2 separate regions of the Sus scrofa genome follow, and region 1 is linked to region 2. A link is a contact called in public Hi-C data. All regions are on one chromosome and are shown on one strand. Each heading gives the region's core, a stretch centred on a gene start, on an enhancer-like site or on the middle of the called end of the contact. The rest is flanking DNA. Distances are from core to core; before and after follow the strand shown. Region 1 holds the start of TMEM86B (transmembrane protein 86B). Region 2 overlaps TNNT1 (troponin T1, slow skeletal type).

Region 1 (4,887 bases), core at 2,080-4,579, 74 kb after region 2:
AAAAATACCACTCCTTAGCACTCTTCCCTAGAGTGGGAGGTTGTTTCGGGGGTCCTTGAGGAGGGAGAGGGTGTTTGCTTTATTTAACCCCACCTCCCTTTGTGTGTCTTGAGTCCCCCATCCTTTACAGATGACAGAGGATGGGCAGCATAGGGTGTGGTCATGTTCCCCAAGTGGGTGTGGGGCTGAAGGAAGGAAGGCCTACATGACACCTGAGGTTGTGAAGAGCAGGGCGCCCCACCCAGAACACCTGCATCATCTGGCCTGAGGCCTTCCTCTATGGTGACTGGGGATCCTGGTCTGAAGGTGGAGCAGGGGCTAAAAAATAAGGATGGGCTCTGGGGATCCCAAAAGTACATCATGGATGTAGAAGTCTCCTCTCTGCTCTGAGTCCCCAAAAGCACATCAAAGATGTACACATCTCCCCTGTGCTATAAGAGTCCCTAAAAAACACCATCAAGGATGTACGAGTGCCCTCTCTGCCTAAGAGTCCGTTAAAACACATTGTGGATGTAGAGACTAAGCAGGACTTAAAGAGCAGCTGACTGCTTCCGGTCCTCATGTGCAGAATCTCAAGCCCAGAGGGGCAGTGGGCTGCCACGGTCACAGCCAGAACAAGGGCCACACCTGGGTTCTTCCCTAGTATTGTTCTCCTCTGTGTTGCTACCTAGCCCTTCCTCCAGGCGCTGTCTTGTTTCCTCGCCTCCTCAACCCTCTTCTGATGGTGCATGTGACTGCAACAGGCTAAAAAGGTGCCCCGGAGTCCTGACCCCAGTAGCTATGGATGGGACCTTGTTTAGGAATAGGTCTTTGGAGATGTTATTAAGGATCCAGGATATAGAGCGGGCCCTAGAACCAACAGCTGGTGTCCTCAGGAGGGGACAGACAGAGGGAGAATGCCACGGGAAGGTGGCTGGGGCCACCAGGAGCTGGAAGGGGCAGGAAGGCCTCCCCTAGAACCTTGGAGGGAGGGTAGCTCTAGCAATACCTTGACGGTGGACGTCTGGCTCCAGAACCATGGGAGACTACATTTCTGTAGTTTTAAGTCACTCTATTTGTGGCCGTGTGCAATAACCGCGGCCATAGGAAACTAACACACTGATCAGAATCCTCCTGGCCTCAGACCTGCAAACTCTTCTGTGCCATGGGTGTTAGTGAATCCCCACCGCCACCCAAGGGTGCTGGGGGTGGGGTGGGGGTCATCCCACGTCCCCTCAGCCCTGGGCTCCAGGACTGGTCCACAGGGAGTCTGCCGTGGGTCTAGTTAACAACACTGCGTGGTACACATACACGTGTTCCGAGCCTGGCCGTCACGGCAAGTGTTCGACGCACAGCCCCGTGGATGTACTTAATGTCACTCAACTGCACACTCCAAAGTGCTGAAAATGGTACATTTTGGGGGAAAAGGACCATTTGCTGTTCCTGGGATCACCTCCTCCTCCCACAACCCTCCCCAAATAACAGAGATGTTGACGTTCCGACGCCCACGTTACTGAGGCAACAGAAAAAGAGATCAGGGCCAGAGAGCAGGCGCAGGCCTGGCCGCAGCCCCCTGGGGCCACAGGGGGCCCACCGTGGGCCTGGAATCCAGACTCAAAACCAAGGGGAGGTGGTGGGAAGGCGGGGGATTCCCATTTCCGCAAACGGTTCTGTCTCCGCATGGACTGGCCCCGGCAGAGAGTCGTCTGGGGGCCTGACTTTCGCCCTCGACAGTGCTTCTCCGGCCTTGCTGCTCAGGGGGTCCCAGGGCCTTGCAGGAGGAGAGGGGGCAAACACCTGCCCGCCTCAGCGCCCTGTCAGTTGGGCTTGAGCTTGGGGCTCTGGGAGACCGACAGGGAGATGAGGACCTGGGCGGAATAATACGTGGTCATGACCACCAGGCGGGCGTGGGGCAGGGGCTGGGCAAAGGCGTTCCAGGCCAGCGTGGTATCCGAAAGCGTGAAGAGCAGCGCGCCCCAGCCGGTGCTCCCGCCCCTGGCCAGGCCACGCCACAGCATGGTGGCCAGGGCCAAGGAGTAAGCCGTCAGGGCCAGGACCAGGTCGGGCGGGAGGTGCCAAAGCAGGAGGCCGTAGTACGGGAGAGCGGCCAGGATGACCAGGAGCAGGAGGCCGGGCTGCAGGGGCGTCAGGCCAAAGGCCCAGAGGTAGAGCAGGTGGGCCGCGGCGAAGGCGGCCACGCCTGGAGGAGACAGGGGTGGGAGGGCCGGGTGAGCCTTCTGCTTCCCTGCCTCGCCTCGCCAAGCAGCCCTCGGGCCGAGCCCCCGGCCCCCACCCCGGCCCCGGCCATACTACCCGTCTCCTGCATTACAACGCAGGCCTCCTTGTGGTCCCTTCTTCCTGTGGTGGGTGTCAGCGTGGCCTTAAAAAGCCCCCTGACTCTCACCCTTACTCCGTTTGGCCCCTAGTGGGCTCTACGCACCAGGCACACTCCCGCCCCAGGGCCTCTGCTCGTGTGGGTCCCCTGCCTGGAAGGGCCTTTCCTGGAAGGGCACATGGCCGTTCCTGCACCCCTTCCAGACGTTACCTTCTCGGCGAGGCTGTCCTCGACTCGTGTCCTCAAGACTGCGACCCCTGACACTCTGCCCGTGCCCTCAACGGGAGGAGAGCTCCGTGGGGTGGAGGGCTGGCAAGTCTCCCTCACTGCCGCCTCCCAGCGCCCTTTCACGCCTACTGGCTCCTGCCCCTGGCAGGCCCTCTTCTGGGGGTTGCCCCCCACACCCACCCCTGTCCAGGCTCCGAAAGGGACAATGCAACAGGGCCCCTCTCACCATGGAGAAAGGCCTCGGGCCAGACGAGGCAGGCGTCCCCCACGGCTGAGCACAGGAGGGCCCCCTGCAGCCGCGCGCTGTAGCCCCCGCCGGCGTCCACGGCCCGCAGGAATACCACCAGGGAGAGGACGGGCAGGCACTTGACCAGGGCGCCGACCCAGGACGGCTGGTCGTCGGGGATCCAGAGGAGGAAGTAGACGGCGCAGGTGAAGAAGAAGGGGCTCAGCCACTTGCCCACGTGCAGCTGCTTCAGGGGACCAGGGGGCTGCTGAGCCCTAGAAACCAGCCCTGCCCCCAGCCCGAGACCAGGCTTCAGAACCACCTGGCCTCGCGCCCAGTGAGCTCCCCGCCCTTGGGGGTCAAGATTGTCACCCCACGCCCACCCAGGGACCCGAGCCACACTGCCCAGGGACCAGGATGTCCAGCCCCACAGAGCCCAGCCCCAGCCCTGCCACCCCCCTACCCCTACGCGGCGGCTCTCACTTGAGCTGAAAAGCGAGGTTTTCGGGGCAGGCCCTCTTTCCCGGGGTCCATGTCAGCCTGTGACCCCTGAGAACGGCCTGCAAGTGGGTACGGGTAGCTTGGGGGTGGAGGAGATGGTGTGTGGTTACTCGTTAACCCGAGGAGCGTCCTGTGGACTCTGGGACTGATAACAGGGCCCAGGGAGATGCTGCTCCTGCCCTGGGGACGGCCCTGCCTGGCACCTGCTGATACGGTGCCCACTGGCACCCAGGGGTCCCTCCTCCCCCACTCCCTCTGTCTCGCTTCCTCCCTGCCTAGAGGGCCCTGGCTGTACACGCCTCTCCCACTGCCCTGCGCCAGGCCAGTCAGAAGGGACCTGGGTGCAAAATCTGCAACATTCCGACGCCTGCCCTTTCATGAGCAACAGGGGAGGGGAGGGGAGGACACCCTGCCAGATCCAAGGGACAGTCTGAGCCTCCCTCCTCCACCAAACACTTGCTCGGTGACAGGAGCTGGGGCTGGCGGTGGTGCCAGCCGGCCGGCGCGCCAGTGAAGCTTCCCCTGCATGGCGGCCAGTACTTCACCTTCGCACTGGACCCACTGGGCACCCACCTGTCTGGCCTAGCTGGCTGCTCCAAGGGGAGAGGGCTCGGGGACGTGGCTCCTGCCACACGGCAGGGCAGGTCAGGGGTGGGCCAAAGGGGGATGGGGTGTGGAAGCCCACTCACCGCCTTCTGCAGCCTGTCTGGACAGGGGACGGCTCCCAGGACCAGGTGCCGCATGAGTATGGGAAATGCTCAGCTCCTCCTCCAGGAAACCCTTCCTCGGAGCAGAAGGTACCTGACTCCTCCTTGTAAGGGTCCCACCCCAGAGCCACGGCACGGGAATAGGTCAGAACCCGAGGTCTGAGCAGCAGGAGTCTTAAACTGTCTTCCTTTATTTGTTTATATTTGCAATATGAAACAGAAGCTCGGCACGAACACACGCACACGCACCCCAGCCTGGGGAGAGGGAGCTGGGACAAGGTCACTTGGCGGCTGGGCTGGACCCCAGACCCTCGGGAGTAGGAGGGGGAGCCCAGCCAGACCCCCGCCAGACCCCCGCCCCAGGGTCCGTGGAGATGGAGGGGGACTCGGTGAGTGCATCAGGGCCCTGGGGGTGTACCCCGGGAGGCCCCCAGAGAACAGGGCCCCCTGCTCCCACAGAGCTGGCTGGGCCAGACGGAAGGGATTCTAGCCCCAGCCTGGATCAAAGTGCAGGGCCCGGGGCGATGGGGGTGGGCAAAGGCACGACCCCCACTCGGGCCTCCCCCAAGGTGGACCTGAGCTGAAAGGCCGAGTGTGGGTGTGGGCGTCTGCACCGGAGGGTGGGGGTCCGGCAGGAAGAGGGGGCGTGGCAGCCTCAGGACCCCTCACCACAGTAGCCCCAGTGGGAGGGTGCAGGTCCACGCCGCCCCCAGCCCTGGCCTGCTTCCTCCTGGCTCTCCGCCTGCCCACTCTCTCCTCCCTCGAGATATATATATATGTATATATATATATATATATATATAATATATAATATAGGTCTCTCTCTCACTCTCCTTTCTCTCTACTCAACTCTATCTTTATTCTAGGAGACAAAACTCCGCAGTTCCTTTTCTCAGTGCAATTGGGGGAGG
Region 2 (5,223 bases), core at 325-2,824:
GTGTGTAATTCAGTGGGGATTTTCAGCCCGTTCACAAAGTTGTGCAGGCATTACTATTCGCTGATTCCAGAACATTTCACCACCCCCAAAAGAAACACAATTCCTTCTAGCTATCACCTCCCATCCCCCCAAGCCACTCCTTCCTGTCTCTAGGGATTTGCCATCTGGACATTTCCCATCGTGGGAATCACCTGGTGCGTGGCCTTGTGTGTCCAGCTGCCGTCATTCAGCACGATTTGGAGACTGAGCTGCGGTGCTTTGTAGCCCTTCATCCATGGACGGGCTTGTGGGTTCTTTCCACTTCTTGGCTCTGGCACTGATGCTGCTGCCAAGGTTAGGTTTCGGGAGGACATAATCTCAGTTCTCGTGGGTGGCTGGGTTCTGCGGTCTCTCTACGTTTAACTTTTTGAGGAACTCCCAGACGGCCTTCCACAGAGGCGACACCACGTTAGGTCCCCAGCCCCTGTGTGTGTTCCCACTGCGGGGAAGCATCGCCCGAGAGCGGCGGCCCCGCCCTTGACTGGGGGGCCCGCGCATTAAGAAGAGGCAAGGAACTCAGCAGGTGCCAGGAGTGGAGCATTTATTTCAAGCCCCAGGTGGGACACACACTGCAACGGCGGCTCCTCGGTGCTCAGGGTGGGCGAGCGCCCACCTGCTCACTTCCAGCGGCCTCCGACGCGGCCTTTCCCGGCCCCCTTCCGGCTGGAGGAGGAGGAGGGGTATCAGGCAGGAGGACCTCCTCGGAGTCGGGGCCCCTGCCCTCGATTCGGGAAGTCCCCCCCTCCCAAACGCCCGCCTGCCCCTCCCCGCAAGTGCCTTGTGGTTGGGGTCCCTGCCTGGGGTGGAGCGGTGAACAGATGGGGCGGGAGCTGCTATCGGTGGGTGAGTTCAGGATGTCCCCGTGGGTGCTGATACATGTTTGGGGGCACCAGGCTGGGCCAAGGAAGGGAAAGGAAGGACCGCGTGCAGGGAGGCCGGGAGGGTTGGGGTGAACGAGGCAGAAAGTTGGAAATGAAGCAAAGAGAGAAGCACAGAAGGCGGAAGGGAAGGAAGGTGGGCGGGAAGCAAAGCGGGAGACAGAGCAAGGGACAGAGAACGAGACGGGCTGCTCCGCCTCGGCGCTAGTGACATTTGGGGGCCGGACCCTTCTCTGAGGCGGGGGCGTCCTGGGTAGAGTAGGACGTTGAGCGGCAGCCCAGGGCTCCACCCACCAGCTCCCTGGAGCTCCCCCCTCCCCCGGTGTCCCCTGGGGTGGGGACAGGATCAGCCCCTGTCCCAGAGCCAGTGATTTAGAAGGACGGAGGAACAGGGATGGAGACCCCAGAAGAGAGACGGACAAATAACGAGGGCGTCCCAGAGAAAGAGGGGCCAAGACAGAGACCCCAAGAAGGGGGGTGCGGAGTGAGGGGCAGCGGGAAGGAAGGAAAGAGAGGCCCGAGAGGCGGCGCGGGGGGGGCCTCGGTGCGCGTTCACACTTACAACTTCTGGGCGTGGCTGATGCGGTTGTACAGCACGTTGATCTGGTGGGGAGACGGGAGGGAGACGCTCGCAGAGCCGGAGGGACATGCCGGCCCGCTCCCGCCCACTCCTCACAACCCCGCCCACCCGCCCCGCCCCCGTCTCCCACCCGGCCTGCGCCTGCCCAGAGATGGATCTCACCTCGTATTTCTGCTGCTTCAGCTTCGCCATCAGGTCAAACTTCTCCGACTCCAGCTGGTGGATCCAATCCGACAGTTCCTGGGCCTTCTCCCTGGCAGGGCAGAAGGGCTGTCATGGAAGGGAGCCAGGCCATGCGCCGGGCCCAGAAAGGCTGAAAGATCCCTCCAAAGCCACACAGAGGCCGTGTGTGCCGGTGCCAGTTTGTCAATATTTGAAGACACAGTACTCAAATATTGTGACATTTTGCAGCACAGGGTTTTTAGGTCTCTGCCCACCTCCTTCCTTTCCTTGGTTAACGGCCCAAGTCCTGGAGTCAGAAAGCCTTGGTTCAAACACCGGCTCTGGAATTCCCTGGTTTGTGACTACAACCAAGCGACTCCCCCTGGGATCCTGTTTCCCTCTCCAGAGAAACATAGAAATAAAACTGTGAAACAGGTGGCTGGTTGCCCACCCAATATCCCTTCTTTCTTCCTTAAATTCAGAATTTTTTGCAGCAGACTCAGTTTAAAAAGCTACTCTTCCCAGTAACTCCCTTGCAGGTAGGCTGGCCAATGAGATCAAAATGGGTCATTGGGTAGAGATTCCAGGTAAGCCTGTGTGGTTCTTCCCTTGCAATTTCTTTCTGCTGCTTGGCTGTGATGGCTGGAGCACCAGCAGCCACTTTGGAATATGAGGTGATATTGAGGTTGGACATAGTGGTGAAACAGAAAAATAGGAAATGGGAGTTCCCCTTATGGCTCAGCAGTTAATGAATCCAACTAGGATCCATGAGAACGCAGGTTTGATCCCCAGCCTTTCTCAGTGGGTTAAGGATCCAGCATTGCTGTGAGCTGTGGTGTATGTTTCAGATGCAGCTAGGATCCCAAGTTGCTGTGGCTGTGGTGTAGGCTGGCGGCTGCAGCTCTGATTCGACCCCTAGCCTGGGAACCTCCATATGCCGCGGGAGCAGCCCTAGAAAAGGCAAAAAGACAAAAAAAAAAAAAAAAAAAAAGGATCCAAATTACAAGTGGATGTGTGGTGGGGGAAGGGAAGAGGAGGAAAAAGGAAAAGGGAACATTACTTAATGCCCGGCACCTGTGATGACGTGGTTGGAAGGAGAGTGCGTAGCTGGTGGCAGGCGGGAACCTTCCAAGAGCCAATTCTGCACATCCTTCCCCGACTGCGAGTGCAGAGCCCTCACACCCGTCATTTGAAATCAGCCACGTGGGAGATTACACCACGGAAAGGAGCGAATGCTAAGAATATGGACTTTTAGCTCCTGAAGAGCCTTTTGTTATGTATTGACCATCATACCCCTTTATAGAACAGTGACAAAGAACACAGACTGCCCAGGGTTCAAATCCCCATTCTTTCACTTGTAAGCTGTGCAACTCTAGAAAGTTTACATAACCTCTCTGTACCTCAGGTTGCTCTTCTTCTTTTTATTTTCTTTTAGGGCTGCACCTGCGGCATATGGAGGTTCCCAGGCTAGGGGTCTAATCGGAGATGTAGCCACTGGCCTACACCACAGCCACAGCCACGCCAGATCCGAGCCACGTCTGTGACCTACACCACAGCTCACGGCAACACCAGTCCTTGACCCGCTGAATGAGGCCAGGGATCCAATCGGCATCCTCATGGATCCTAGTCGGGTTCTTCACCTCTGAGCCATGAAGGGAACTCCCGGGTTGCTCAATTTCAAGATAATGGTAACAACAATATCTCTCTCTTCTGTGAGCCCTCCGGAGGGAGCTGCTGGTGTTATCGTCATCTCACTGACCTTTGGCAGCTCTGCCAGGTAGATTTTATCATGCCCTCATTTTACCAATGAGGAGAAAAGCCTGAGAGGAGTTGAACAATGTGCCTAAGAAGACACAGCTGTAAGCGGTGGAGCCGGCACTGAGCCCTGGGCAAGTGGTTTCAGATTTGGAGCCGCAAAGCCCAAGACCGTCCCCAGCCTTCCCTCCAGCGGCTTATCCTGAGATGCAGGCTGTGTGATGCATGAGCTGTGAAGGGTGAGGCAGAGCCCACCCGGAAGAGACGGGGCTGCAAAAGTGTTGCCAGCCCGTCTGATTTTAATTCGAGTAGACGATGGGGCTCAGGGAAATTTCCACGGTGGCCTAGGGGTTAAGGATGTGGCGTCACTGCCATGGCGTGGGGTACTGGCTCAGTTCGATCCCTGGCCTGGGTGCAGCCAAAAAGAAAAAGGAAAAAAAAAAAAAAAAAACTGGGCCCATTTGGAGTTCCTGGGGCATTATTAAGACAATATCATTTCCTAATCTCCTTCTGTGAGCCCTGGCTTCCCATCACATTATCTCCCAGACTCTACAGGTCTCAGCAACTAAAAAAAGTCAGTCCTACCTCAGGGAAACGTTCCATAGGGGATGTTACAGCGGCCCAGAGAGAGAGAGAGACACTTGCCCAAAGTCACACCGCACCAGGGCTTCCTCCCACTCGGATCTAGGCCGGGGGTCCCCTTATCTGCCCGTCTCACCCCCAGGCCCCTCCCGCCTACCGGAGCTGGTCCTCTCCCATGTGGTCGATATTCAGAGGCTTTTTACGCTCGGACAGAATGCGCTGTTTCATCTCACGCCCTGTCTGGCGCTTGCCCCGCTTCTGTTCTGCCTGAGGGTTGGGAGGGGACATGTTGAGCTGGAGGATGGATCCTCTGGATGGTTCCCTACCAGAACCCAGGGGCCTACACCACCTGCCACCTCCTCCCCCAGGACCCAGGGGCCTACACCACCTGCCACCTCCTCCCCCAGGACCCAGGGGCCTACACCACCTGCCACCATCCCCCCCAGGACCCCAGGAATCTAGACCCCCCCCCAGCTTCTCCTCCCTCAGACCCAGGACTCTGGCCCCCAGCCCCTCCTCCCTAGGAACCCAGCCCTCAGGCCCCAGCAGAGTGAACTCACCTTGACCAGGTAACCCCCAAAATGGGCCCCCATGTTGGACAGAACCTTCTTCTTTTTGGCGTCATCCTCGGCCCGCTTCTTAGCCTCTTCCTCTTCCTTCCTCATCTTCTCCTCCTGTGGGAAGGAAGGGCTTAATCCCAGGCCTCCCCCAGCCCTGGACTGCGAGGGAAGGGGACCTGGGTTCTTTTTTTTTTTTTTTTTTTGTCTTTTGTTGTTGTTGCCATTTCTTGGGCCGCTCCCGCGGCATATGGAGGTTCCCAGGCTAGGGGTCCAATCAGAGCTGTAGCCACCGGCCTACGCCAGAGCCACAGCAACGCGGGATCCGAGCCGCATCTGCAACCTACACCACAGCTCACGGCAACGCCGGATCGTTAACCCACTGAGCAAGGGCAGGGACCGAACCCGCAACCTCATGGTTCCTAGTCGGATTCGTTAACCACTGCGCCACGACGGGAACTCCGAGACCTGGGTTCTTGAAGCAAGGATCAGTGAGACCCAAGCAGGAAAGACAAGGTCAAGACTGCCGACATCCCCCCGCCCCCAACCTCCCGGCCCTTCCAGGCCAGGCTGTGTGAGCACCTGCAATCCTTCCCCCTCTTTTGGCCTTTTTATACCCCCCCACCCCCGCAGCAAGAAAGTAAGCTGGGGTGGGGGTGGAACCTGCTTG

Evidence for each region. A called contact is a pair of places that touch in the nucleus more often than the background predicts.
Region 1: a contact with region 2 is called in a Hi-C map of liver, with 5 times the contacts expected there. The contact joins the promoter of TMEM86B here to the enhancer-like site in region 2. A contact is called at or near these places in 1 of 5 promoter capture datasets (fetal liver) and 3 of 47 Hi-C or Micro-C datasets (embryonic fibroblasts, liver and skeletal muscle).

The regions. Positions count from the first base shown.
Region 1 is chr6:59,422,757-59,427,643 of Sscrofa11.1, forward strand. It overlaps TMEM86B (transmembrane protein 86B), which reads right to left and starts at 3,330. Exons shown (of 3, transcript NM_001243276.1): 1 at 3,252-3,330; 2 at 2,769-3,015; 3 at 1,378-2,179. The coding sequence starts at 3,302. The coding sequence ends at 1,797.
Region 2 is chr6:59,350,882-59,356,104 of Sscrofa11.1, forward strand. It overlaps TNNT1 (troponin T1, slow skeletal type), which reads right to left. Exons shown (of 13, transcript NM_213748.2): 9 at 4,557-4,670; 10 at 4,154-4,263; 11 at 1,660-1,750; 12 at 1,480-1,520; 13 at 595-702. The coding sequence ends at 657. Among named protein-coding and RNA genes, the nearest start is that of PPP1R12C, 6.3 kb to the left of the region's middle. Within about 2 kb of position 1,575, at least 17 of the 83 cell types and tissues checked have an H3K27ac peak or open chromatin away from gene starts, as enhancers often do. A contact at or near this core is called in fetal liver, liver and skeletal muscle, where this site is marked.